Regions from separate parts of the Columba livia genome. Here region 1 is linked to region 2. The links are chromatin contacts, called in public Hi-C maps. All regions are on one chromosome and are shown on one strand. Each heading gives the region's core, a stretch centred on a gene start, on an enhancer-like site or on the middle of the called end of the contact. The rest is flanking DNA. Distances are from core to core; before and after follow the strand shown.

Region 1 (6,926 bases), core at 1,849-4,348, 110 kb before region 2:
TTGTTCAGAATCTGTAGTCTACAGTAAAGAGGGAAATAGTTTTGTTCTGTTAAACAAACACTTTACTAACGACAGGGTCTCCTGCCCATTTCTCACAATCCTCTAGGTAAATTAAAATAAAAGGATTTGTAGGTTCAGCCTGTGCCTTACACAAAGTCAGTTCTGAAGAAAATTACTTCAGTGGGGGGAGGAAAAACGGGAACTGAAGAAGAAGTCAATTCGGAGAAGAAAATGTTGTAGTTTTGGAAATTCTCTTCCCTGAAATTACACAGTACCTCATTTTGGAAACTCCAGAGTACTGTTTCAGCAGTCCTGGAATGGAGTGAGAACCTTGGCAATGCCAGCTGACAATCTGCCCCAACCATGACTGCAGTGCTGCAGAGCCAGTGAGGCCAGAAGCCCTGTAGCCCATCAGCTGGCTGCATGGACCACATTTGAACTAGAAATGGTTTTCTACAGGGAAAACTGAAATTTCCCATGGAAACTTTTGATTTCAAAGGAAATGGGTTTCCTCCACATGTCAGAGAAGCAGCATATCAATAAAACAGAGTTCAGCAGAAGGCTATCATGACTGGAACACTTGCCCAATGAGCTAAGAGAGGTGGGCTTGTTCAGCCTGGAGAAGAGATGGTTCTAGAGGGGACTAACAGCAGCATCCCTCCCCATGCTTATGAAGAGGTGATCAAGGAGATGGAGACAGGTTTTTCACAGCAGTATAATACACAGTGGGAGGACAATGAGCATAAGTTGTAAGAAGAGTGGTTCAGACCAGATCTGAGGAAAAAGATTTTTTCACAACGAAAGCAGTAGAAATCAAGCAGGGGAACAGGTTGCACAATTAAGTTACTTAATCTCCATTCTTGGGAGCTTTCAACACCTGACCGGACAAAGCTCTCAGCAACCTGGTCTCATCTTTTAGCTGACCCCACTTGGAGTAGAAGGTTTGACAAGAGACTTTCCAAAGTCGCTTCTAACCTCAATGATCCTATGATCTTAAAATTTCCAACCTGCCTCTCCAAACACAGATTTAAAAACTGAACCATCTGGAGTAGATGAACTCGCTCAGGTGCAAATCACATCATTCCCTTCCATCTCCTCTGAATTGTGTTAGAAATAATTCAGCTTCTCATCATCATCAGTGCCTCTCGATCTGCAGTCTGCATGACTAGAGAGCTCATCAAGTGCTTCTTCTGTTATCTGACACTTGTTTATAAACATTTCTACAGCACTCACAAATGCTGTGCAAACAGTGCACTGACGATAATGAATCAAGGTTCCCAGAACACCCAGAGCACAGCCTGCAGCCACCGACATCCTGCGTGGCTTGGAGAGGCTCCATCCCCTCCTTCTAGTTGTCTTGTCCCATTAATGATATCACCCGTGACACTGAGGTCTCTGCTTGCCTGCCTGTGACACAACATGATATCAGTGGCTTTACCTCACTATCGTTAGCTGTCTAAACATTTTGAGGAGCAAGTGGAGCAAATGGAGCAATCCTTCTTGGGTACTAAACGTTTTCCTTCCTGTGAGAATCACGCTTGTGAAATTCACGGATATCAAACAAGCACATAGTATCTAATGAAACATAGATTTTGACAAGTTCTCAGCAGTCTTGAGGTCAGCATCTGTCATGTGAGGACGTTCAGCACACAAGACATACCTTGGTCCACACAGGTCCTGAGGTCGTTAAAGTCCAACATAAAGTCTATGAAGTCGCTGCAAAGATTCTGCTAAAATTTTGTAGGCTTTGGAGCACACAAACAGAGCAGGAACAGCAAATTGTTACGATTTTAGAGAACTTTGCGATTTTCGGTGTTTGGCAAAGCAAAACGTCAAGAATAGGAATCCAGGGAATAATAAATGTACAGCCTTCAGACTTTTTATTGTCCTGCACAAGCACAGTAATTGAGCACATCAGACTCTTCAACATACTGATCCCCCTAACACCTCTGCAAGGTAAACACAACACCCATGTTTTACAGATGCTGCAATGGGGCACCAGAAATCTGCGTGATGTTGAAAATCATAAAATGAATAGGGAAATGAATCCAGGTCTCCCAAATCCCAGGCCAGTGTCTAGACCTGGTAAACATTGTTACCATATATATTCTTACAAAAAGTAAGACGTTTTAATCCTCAGAGAAGGTCTGCAAAGTTTTTCAAAAACTTAATTTTCTCTCAATTTACCATGACTTGAATTTGTCAGAATTTAGACAAACATTTGACTGAAATGTAACCCAAGAAGTCTTCAAACCAGACCACTTTTGAACACTGTGAAATGGAATTACCTTGAAAATTTTGAATTGTGTATGCTTTTTCTACCTTTTTATTTCCATTTTTGTACAGTAAGAATAAAACATTGGCAGAGACTGGGGTGGTGTTGTCTATTTAGAAACTACAGAATTAGACAAGTAGAATCTACCACAACATCTGCTGCTCTTCTAGATGCCCCACACACAGCATTTTTAGCAAGAATTACTGAGTCAAGAGATATCTAATTAACATTTAGTCCTTGTGCCTTCCCAGTCTGACCCAGGTGCAGCAGTGAATATGCTAGCTGAAGTTTCAGTGTTCGAGCTTTCAATTTTTAATGAAAAAAAACTATTTTTCTGTCAAAGAACAGTTTTAATGGAAGGTTTTGAGCAGTCCTATTGCCAAGTGCTCTCAAGCCCCATTAATCCACCAAGTAAGGGCATTTAGTATCTCTAAGTGCTCAATACTTTTGTACTTGACCCTCTGGGATCAACATAACATGATACTTAGAGCCAGAAAAGTAGTTCCAAGTAGCACAAAACCTAAAAGTGTCTATTCACATTCACTGGCAGATTCAACCGGGATGGATGAAGCATTTTTTGTTGCCAGCTGTGGCCTCTGTCCCTCTGTGGGAAGCTACCATCCCAGGGACAGTTTAGCAGAACAAGTGTCCCCTCTGGAGTCAGCAGGGCTTAGGGCCTGGGCGCAGCAGGAGCTGGCAAGAGCACAGCAGGTTGGAAGGTCCCCCGGCCGAGGTGCAGGGACACGTTCCCCTTCAGCCAGCCCTGTGGCAAGGCAGCATCCCAGCAGAGGGGGAGGAAGAGCTGGGAGCTTCAGTTTCTGCTCCAGCTCTCTCTCATTGAACTCTGTCACCAAGCACCAGGCGGGACCCAGAGCCGGTTAGCTGGCTGTGAGCATGCAGTGCTGCTGCTTTATGAAAAGGAATGACCCCTAAAAAACAGTGAGGGCTCAAACTTTCAGTGTGCACATCTGTTCTTTGAGACGGACTCTAAGGTCACTTTGAATCATGGAATGAAACATACGGATAGTGAAACCCAAGAAAAATGACTGCCTTTCCTCTTGTGTCTGAACTTTTATCTGCTCATCTGAACATTTTGCAAAAACCAACAGAAAACCTATTACAAAGATCGCTGGTGCATGAAATGATTGAGAAATATTTGCAGTTTGAAAGCAGTTTCACTTCCTGTCTGATACCACAAAGAAGCTTTTTAATAAAGTTAACATCACTGTTATTTGTTTTACATCTATGTCCTTATTTTGTCTATTTTTGATTTCTTGAATACTTACATTAAAACAAAACAAAACAAAAAAAAAAACAGTTCCTAAAGCCAGAAGTTCAGAGTTTTTCATTGTAAGCCATACTGCTAATAATGTAATAATGTTTCTAATAATAATACTTTGTGCTTACACTGTAAGCAGCTTTCATCCAAATACTTCAATGCATGCTACCAATTTTAGTTAAGCTACCTAAATATATGCATACCATTTTACAGCTGGGCAGACTGAAAGATTTTGTGACCCTCTTTTCACAAGCATAGAGGCTGAAAAATTAGGTTGTGGAGTCCTGAATTAAAATACTCCAGGAACCATTAAACTATACTGCCTGTGCAACACCTATTCACAGTAGTTAAGCTCCAGAACTGGTAGAATACTAATTAAATTAATTTTGCGAATGCTTCTGTGCTGCTATTTGTGAGGTTGTGTTCCAATATGCAGACAAGCTGTTAGATAGTCATAAAATAAATTTGTGAGTCCTGAAAGTAATGAATTTCAGCATGAATAACTAGCTAAACACTGTCCTATGAAATAGAAATCATAACAAAAAGCTATCGTATGTTCCCTACACTTAAAATGGTTCAGCTACCCACTCAAAAAGCCACGTGACCAGTATCATAATCTTGCAGGCTATGTCTCTTTCTAGAAACTACTTGCACTGTGACCAGAATTAAGAAGCTAAATTTGCTCATTACGGTTTTGACCAGTACAGTTAAATACAAAATCAAACATCATTCTGACCCACAAGGGAATTGCCACAGATGTGGCTGACCAACAGTTTTTGCTTTAGGTTCCAAAGGAGGGCCACCAGTTTCTATGGCAGCCTCTTCCAAGGTTGTATCATTGGCCGTGGTAGAGTGGCAATTACCTGATTAAAATCACACAGCTGATCCCCGCTAACGCGATCCTACTTCAGCCCATGTTTGCACTGCATCAAAGGTCATGTTTCTTGCATCTTCTTCTGAAGCCATCTGGGGGCACCTGCTGGCTGTTGGACTTGCTGGACCCTGAGTCATTTCCTGCAGGATACTGGTCATTCCCACATAATTAAGTAATGTGACACACATGTTAAAAGACTTTTTTTCACTTTTTTTTTTTCTGAAAATGAAAGTTGGACATGCATATTTAAACTCAGGACTTTTATTCCTATAGGGCTAAATTAGTTGCAAGCCCCACACCAAAACACTATTCTGGTTAGTGACAAAGGCGGGAAAATGCAGCGAGATAGCATGTGAAGGGCAGAAAGCAATGACGCTATCTGGGCGATTCACGTGTGCCTCTTTCATACAAAAATTTCTTTGTCCAGGGATAGTCCCAGAGTGAGCTGAAGGGTGTGAAACCATAATAGTGAGTATATTCCTCCCATGCAGGCAGAACTGTGTAACTTCAATGCTTCCAGTGTAACACACTGGAAGGTTTACGCACCAGGACCTGTAACAACTGGAAAGAGCAGAAATTGTGGACAAAAGCTTTTTCTGATGTGCAGAGACCTCCTTCCCCCTCACAGACTCCTCGCAGCTGGCTGAGGCTTTTTTGCTTTCAGTCTCAGCTCTCGCATTGCCCACTGCCCACCATGCAGCGGGGAGAGGCTGCATTGCCATTGAGCACACAGGATCTGCAGCACATGTTTCCAGGTGGGCAGTGTCACCACAGGACCTGCAGAATACCCAATACTGTGAAATTCTGGTTTTAGCCTTCTTTGTTTCTTTCAGCATACTGTTTCTTTTTGGTTCCCTGATCTTGAGCGTGCACTCAAACACACAGATCGTCAGGTCACTGGTGGCAGGGCTGGCCTGACCATAGCCCTCTGAGCCTGCACACATGTACACACACACCTGGCACGATGAGCATGCTTCAAATGGGAAGGCAAGGCACTGACAGGAGATGACCATTCAAGTGGAATATATGAAAGAAAACTTGGAAATCAGAGGATAAACTTTCCCTGTTTCAGCAGGGAAAACAGGGTCAATTCATCTCAATGGATAAGGTGTTATAATGACAAGATTTATCCCTGTATGACACTTCTTTTCTGCCAGCTCCCAGCATTTCTAGTGTCTATGCTGGAATATCTTCTATATTTAAATCCCTTACGCTTACATTGCAACCCACTAACCATACTCTTACCCCAGTACCTTCACATCCACCACTCCAGCTTCTTATCACTCTAAAAAGTCCATACAGACATATATGTATTGAACATATAGAACATACATACCTATGTTCATTTTCACCCATAAAAAGAACCTTTAGGGAACACGATCCACTGCTCTGAACCTCCTTTGCTCTCCAAATCCTCTTCTCTTGCATTACCCAAGATTTAGGACCAAACCTCATATCTCCTTTTAGAAACACAGGCACAAACTGCAATGTTAAGAGTGCTGGGAACTGCGTCTCTTCCCACCTACTTTCCACTAGACATAAGAACTTGTCATTTGGGGTATTAGCTTGGCTTCTCAAGTATCTGGAGCTAAGAGCTCCAGAGATGTTAGGCTTTATTTATTCATGCTGCTTGGCTAACATATGTAAAATAAATTTGCACCCATCATATGAAGAATGGATGTTACTATGTTGATGGGCACTGTAATAAATAACAGGTTACACAATAAAATGAAACAATCACCCATGCCATAGGAATAACAATTGGTAAACAGGCTGGCTCCCTTTTTATGGAGCATTTCAGATTTTGTCTGGGTTTTACTGCACTGCAAGCAACATTTGCTTTGTGTTAGGTTACTCTTTTATTCTCTTTTAAAAGCAATGGATATTTGTTCTATAGTTACTGAATTTTTATTCTTATCTTATATACCACTGCACTATCCATATAAATGCAGCGAGATTAACCATTCAAGTGTGACTAAAGCAATCTTGGAAATAACAGGAATAAAGTGATATATTCCCCAACCCCCACTTCTGCACAAAACCAAAAAGTTGCTAAACAGTAGAAGCCAGCCAACATAGAAATCTCCAGCATTGTTCCCTTCTTGATCTTGATTTAAAAGGCAGAAGAACTGGAAAACTGGGAAATGTGGGAGGAAAAAAAAAAGGCATAGACAAGTACAGTTATAAGAACAAAGATACATACAGTGCATTGTATCCAATTTCCAAAGCTTTTCCTAGTGTATACCAAACACCTCCTCATTGATTCAACTAACAGAGGAAACCAGAGTCTATTGATCCAGTTAGCATAGCTGCAAGTTGTATTTGAGCACACAGACATATTAAACACATTGTGGAAACAAAAGTAGTTTTTAGTACATCACCCCTCTCAACATGGCTATAGCAATGCTGCCAATTGTGCTGCAGTTTAATATAGATTTCCTATGGACATTAATTCCATAGGCTGATGACTTACTAGTTAATGCCTATGAGTTATTAAT
Region 2 (6,359 bases), core at 3,021-5,520:
TAAGTTTAGTTCTGGACAAACAATCTCTTGTTGCATCTCTGGGATGGAGGTTAATGAATTCCCACAGATGATGTTGGCCAAACAGTGGTCGGCTTGTGACTTGATTTCCAGCATCATGATGTGAGGGGATCAGTATAGAAAAGCACTTTGAAGGGAAGAGGCTGCCTACAGCAGGATTGTTTCTACAAGCTAATTGTACTGAGTGCAGCTGCACAAAGCTGGATCAACAGTAATAGAAGGCGGCGCAGACTTCCTGACGCCAGCCCCGCAGAGCTCCCACCAACAGCCTGGCAATTCCAGATTGTTTTCCAGACCTTATCTCTCCCCCAAGTTTTTTTTTTTTTTTTTTTGCTTCTCTTTCGCCCTTTTTTTTTTTTAATTTTGTGACCGGAACAAAAGTAACAGGAAAATCCTTTGTGAAAGTAGAAAATGCTGTTACAGATCGGTGCCTTTCGCAGAAGTTGTAACTAAATATTTTGCATGCATTACTCTCCCTCCCGCTCAAAAGAAAGAAAGAAAAAAAACCCACCACACCACCCAAACCCCAAACTTCTAAAACTTCTTTCTTTGAATGAATTGGAAACGTGAGGCAAACAAAAGGGGCCGACTAGTTAAAAACAACCGGGTTTAGCAAGGTATTTCACCTGGTACATTGAAAACTCCTGTATCTGAGCATATTCGGACACCCCACTCGGATAGGTTGGATGGTGTCAATGACTTGGAAACGGGCCAATTTTAACAGATTTTTTTTTTTTTTTAAAGTCGGGTTTGATGGCTTAAATACACGGCAATTAAAACCATTTACATTATTACTAGATGGTTTAGATAAATAAATTTAACTAGAGGCACGGGATAGGGCGCGCGTAGGAACTCGCCGGTCCCTGACGGTGGCGGGGGGGAACACAGCCCCCGGGCCCGGCCCGGAGCCCTGTTGGTCCCCCGTTTGTCACGCACCGGGAGCCCCGGCCCCAGGGACGGCTGCGTGGCCCCGGGACTGCTCTCAGGAGACCTCAAAAAGCCAGAGCGCAGGCAACCCCCATAAAAAGGGTGCTTTTTCCTATTTTTTTTTTTCTTTTGGGGGGGGAGGGTGAACACAGGACAGAAATTCCCCCTTTCTCTCCGCAGCGCACCCGGGGCAGCCCGGCGCGCTCATTCCCGCCCGGGTCGCGGCTCTCGGCCCCGCGGAGCAGCCCGGCGCGGGGCGAGCGGCGCTGGGATCTCTCCCGCGGACGCGCTCCCCCCCAGGTCCCGTTTTACTCTTTTGCCCGTTTCACTCTTTTCCTCCCCCCTTTCCCCGGGCGCCGTCACCACCACCCCCCCGCAAGCGGAGCGTCCGGCGGCGGCCCCCGCTGCAGGTGCGCCCGGGAGGGGGAAGCGGGGCCGGGCCGCCGCCTGCCGCCGCCGCGGGCGCAGCCCCGGTCGCCATGGCAGCCGCCTGAGCGGCGCCGCCGGGCCCGGGCGGCGCGGGCGGGGGGGGCGGCGGCGAGGGGCTGATGTCACGGGGCTGGCGCCGCGCAGTCCGGGCCGGCCCCGGGCGCGGGGCGGGGCGGGGCGCGGCGCCCGGGGCGCGGGGAGGGGGAGCGGGGGCGGCCGCGCACCCGCCGCCGCGCACCCGAGCGCTGCCGCGGGCTGGCGCCGGGGGCCCCCCACGGCGGGACGGCCCGCACCCCCCCGGAGCGGAGCCCTGGGTTTGTGGTTGGCGGCGGAGCTGGGGGTGTGTGGGGGTGCGGAGGAGAAAGCGGCACTTTGTGCATGGCGAGCGGCGACGGGTTCCGAGCAGATGTTTGCGCGGCGTTTCGGGGTTGGGAACCGGCTGTAAAATCCCGGCTGAAAACAAGAGGCGGACGCGGCTCCCTGAAGCACCCGCCATCCCGGGGGCCCGTCCCGCCTGGGACGAGCCCTGAGATCCCGGGGAAGAGCCCCGAGGAGCCGCTCGCAGCCCCGCTGATTTCGGGGGTCTCCCCAGCTGCCCGCGCGTCTCCCCGCCGGGGCGCGGGCAGCCGGGCTGCCGAGCCGGAGCAGTGGCATGTGTGAGAGCGGGGAGCCTGCAGAACCGGCGGGCCGCTGCCAAGGGTTCAAAGAGCAGAACCGAGGGAATGCCATGTCAGAAAAGACTCTTCGCCCCTTGCCGGGGGGAGCGGAGCTTGCTTACTCGCAGGCTATACTCTTCGTGAAAAACGCGCACATGACAACCGTTTGGTTACAGAAAAATAACCAGTTTAGCCTCTCCTCGCACAACTTCTCAGTGTCCTAAAAAGCATGTTAAGCCCTTAGTACGGAAAACCGAAACCACTTGCAAAGGGGTCCTCTGCAAAACCGGGACGGACGTTACTGTAAGCCTGCTGCGCTGTCCAAGAATGACAAATAATGACAGGAGAAGTCTCAACGTACTTGTTTACGTTGGCTATTATTATACCAAAAACAGTGTCAAAATTTCTTCCACTGGTGTATTCATGAGCCAGAAACCCAAGCTCGGTGAAGGACTAAAACCTGTGGCAGCAGACCAAGTACCAGTTGAGATTTTAATGATGTGAAGGACTTAAGTCGCTCTAAGTGATGATTTTAATCGAGTCATTAATTGACAGGGTGGGATTTTTTTTAATTATTTACTCTTTTTAACTGCACTTGAACAATGTGTTTGTCTTCCTATCAGACTGAATGTCGAGATTCACCCTTCGCATTTCAAACGCGTTGAATTGTGTTCCGGCCAGCCTGCCCACCGCCTACAGTCATCCCCCCTCCCCGAGAAAAGCCCCGGGGCAAACACCCCGGGGTGACAGTCGCCAAAATGTCCTGCTAGAGAATAGCCAACCACCAGCTCAGGAATGCCACGTTAATTGGAAAAAAATATTGATCCAGCTCTCCGCAGCTTTGTCTCCAAGTGTCTGCAACGTTCCTCCCCCACAGCCCCAGCTCCTTCAGTGTAGCTATGCAACAGCAGCGCAGATAAACCCAGTGTTGGTCTGCTTTTAATAGGTATGACTGACAGCACAGCCCTCACTGATTTTGTGGATCTATGCCGTTACTACGTTTTTGTTTGCAGTGAACACTGAAGTAGTTTAAGCATCCAGGTGGTTATTACAGAATTGCTGCGTTTTGTGTAGAATTCCATACATATCAATTGCATATGTAAGTCCACACTTCTCTAACTTTCCTCAAGGTAATATGTGAAAAGACGGGTGGAAGTTATGTCGGTATGTTATACAGCATAAGCAAACTATGGAAAAATATAATGGGGTTAAAGTTTAAAAAAATCCAAGTTGCTTCTCCAGCTAAATAAAAAAACCTCAACTTTTTCCTCTGGAGTGTTTCTGGAAGAGGTTTAATTGGCTGCAACCAAAAGCTGCAAAAAGTACAGCGGGTAGTAAGTATTTGCATTTGTCACCAGAAACAATCTATGCATAATTAATGACAGTACTGTGTCACAAGCACTGATAGGGTGCAGATGAGCAGCCGTTCAAGGGTAATACATGTAAATGCACTTCCAATATGCACATTTGCTTAATGATCTCCAATTAATAGCATCATCTAAAATAGCCCTGTCCTCGGGAAGCCGGGAGCGAACAGTGACGCCTGACTCCGGCAGGGCTCTGGGTGTCCTGTGCTCGGCAGGGCAGAAAGCTGCAGTTGGTTTTACAGTTTTATTTTATCGTTATTTTTGATGCTTACACGCCCTTGCTCACATCTGCAGCCCGAAGTGCTCCGCCGCTGACCCGGCCGTCCCCTTGCACTGCCGGTTTTTATTTTGAAAACCCGCTCGATGCTCTGCCTCACAGTGAGTTTTAGGAAGGCTCAGCCCCTCGCTACAGCCCGACCCGGTTGCCCCGCACTCCGCGCCCCTGGCTCCGGCACCGCCGGCCCTCACAGCTGCTGTGCGGGCTTTCAGCCGGCGGCGCTCCGTGCCCCTACAGAGAGGCGAGCAGCGGAGGGACACCCACCGCTCCATAGGAGAACGAGCGCGGACTAAAGCGCCAGAGCCGCGCTCCGGTCCCCGCACAGCGCTGCCCCCGAGGCCGCAGCCCCGCTCCCTCCCGGCAGACCCGACTCCACCGGGGCGGGGGGGGGGGCGGGGGCCGCCGACTATTTACTCCCTCAGCTGTGCGGCGCGGCCACGCCCCCAGTCGGGATTGGCTCTCCAGGCGGAAGGCCCGCGCAGCCCCCGCGCTGTCCGCCCCACCAGTGAGGGCGCCCCGGGGTGATGGACGTGCCGGCGGCCGCCAATGGCAGCGAGCGCGGGCCGGGCTCGGCGGCGGCGGCCGTATAAGAGGAGGCCGCGCAGCCCCGCGCCTCAGTGCGAGCTCCGGCAGTGCGCAGAGGGGAGGCAGCGCCAGCGCTCCGCAGGCTCCGCTCCCGTCCGTGGAACCGCGCTCTCCGCCCGCCTGCCAGCATGAAAGCCTTCAGCCCCGTGCGGTCCGTCCGGAAAAGCGGCCTCTCGGAGCACAACCTGGGCATCTCCCGCAGCAAAACGCCGGTGGATGACCCCATGAGCCTGCTTTACAACATGAACGACTGCTACTCCAAGCTGAAGGAGCTGGTGCCCAGCATCCCGCAGAACAAGAAAGTGAGCAAGATGGAAATCCTGCAGCACGTTATCGACTACATCCTGGACCTGCAGATCGCCTTGGACTCGCACCCCAGCATCGTTAGCCTCCACCACCAGAGACCCGGGCAGAACCCTTCCTCCAGAACTCCTCTGACCACCCTCAACACAGACATCAGCATCCTCTCGCTACAGGTAACCGCCGGCCCCTCTGCCCCCGGCGCTCCGCCGACCTCCAGCGTGGGGTTACAACTAGAAATAAATGTCTTTCCTCACGGCAGAGCGCGGTGGCCGCGGCGGGGACGGGGCGGGATGGGATGGGATGACCCGGCTCTGCAGACGCCGTGCGGCAGGGGGGAAGCGCCCCGGACGGTTCTGTCCCGCTTCCCCCGGTCCCGGGCCCCTCTCCTCACACCTGTGCTGTTTTTTCCTCGCAGGCGTCCGAGTTCCCCTCAGAGCTCATGTCAAGCGACAGCAAAGCACTTTGTGGCTGAATCGAACGGTGAGTGCAGTGCCTCTTCTTTCGAAACTTCGGAGGGAAAAATAATAAGTGTCTCCCTGGGGAAATGGGAGGCGTGATGGTCATTTCTAAAAATCGTCTTAAATTCATTAGGAGATGTCTTTATAATAAGAAACTAAACTAGTAATTAAGTCTTGCAGTCCAACGTGTATTTTGTTGCTAAGGTTCATTAGGCAGCACAGGCTGCTCTGATACTGCTCGCTCCTTAATGCAAATTCTCTTGTTATCTGTTCTTAGAGTCTTAACTTCCCAGGCCAAAGTAACTGATTAAGTTGGGAATCTTGGCACAATTCCTCAGATTCTGTGATGTGGGATTGTCTGCGCTATCAGTTAAATAAGTGACTGCTTTTAATCAAGTAATTTGCTGTAAGAGGCAGACTGGCGCCTCTGAGCATTGCGTTTACAGAGATCTAAATAGAGATTGGACTGAGAATCCTCTTTTTACCCTTTCCCTTGAGTGTAAGTTATTTTAATGTTCAGTTTGTGCTCTGGAGAGCGAGTGTGTGAGCGTGTATGTGTTGCATCTGGACGCCAGGGTTTGCCCAATCTCTGAGTGTTTGGTTAAATGTTCAAACTGTGGCTTCCTCTCTGGCGCCAGTCTGTCCGGATCTCTGCCCTGTTAGCATTCTCCTAAATATGCCTCTTTTCAATCTCTTGCAGGTGTTCCACTGATGAGATTTTTTTTTTTTTTTTTTTGCACAAGAAAATGGCTACATGATCTCTTTTTTTTTTGAGGTGCTGAATTTATTTTTCAGCTGTATCTGGAGGGGAAAATCCACATCTAACTAAAAGGACCTTTTAAAATTAATGAAGAAGAAAATATCAAGATTGATCTTTATCCTCTCCCCATTCTGCAACTTGGACTGAACCTAGTTATTTATGAAGAGACTCTTAAATACCCTTTCCCTAGTTGGAAGGCTTCCTTTATATACTATTCCCAACGTGGGGAGCGAAACAAAAATCTCACAAGGAGTTGCCCATTTTAAAGCAGACTTTGCCTTTTTTCCAAAGGTGGAGCGTGAGTACCAGAAGGATCCAGTGTTCAGTTTTTTTAGGAAAGTCTGTGGTCAAAATTACCTTTTTGACACAAACCTAGGACTGAATGCTGTGTATATATTTATATATAAATATATATATATATGAGTGAAACGTTGTGAACTCTTTAATTAGAGTTTTCTTGTATAGTGGCAGAAATTTACATTTCTGCAAAAAGTGTAATGATGTACTTAATCATGCTAAACTTTTTATAAAAGTTTAGTTGTAAACTTAACCCTTTTTATACAAAATAAATCAAGTGTG

What was found. Hi-C and Micro-C count contacts between places; a contact is called where the count stands out from the background.
Region 1: a contact with region 2 is called in a Hi-C map of crop, with 1.9 times the contacts expected there. The contact joins the enhancer-like site here to the promoter of ID2 in region 2. A contact is called at or near these places in 2 of 2 Hi-C or Micro-C datasets (crop and liver).

The regions. Positions count from the first base shown.
Region 1 is chr3:17,418,728-17,425,653 of bColLiv1.pat.W.v2, reverse strand. No RefSeq gene overlaps it. Among named protein-coding and RNA genes, the nearest start is that of ID2, 110 kb to the right of the region's middle. Within about 2 kb of position 3,098, at least 1 of the 3 cell types and tissues checked has an H3K27ac peak away from gene starts, as active enhancers do.
Region 2 is chr3:17,313,183-17,319,541 of bColLiv1.pat.W.v2, reverse strand. ID2 (inhibitor of DNA binding 2) reads left to right here and starts at 4,270. Exons shown (of 3, transcript XM_005506815.4): 1 at 4,270-4,735; 2 at 4,978-5,042; 3 at 5,721-6,359. The coding sequence starts at 4,388. The coding sequence ends at 5,034. The region is part of intron 1 of LOC110362102 (a long non-coding RNA gene); the gene reads right to left.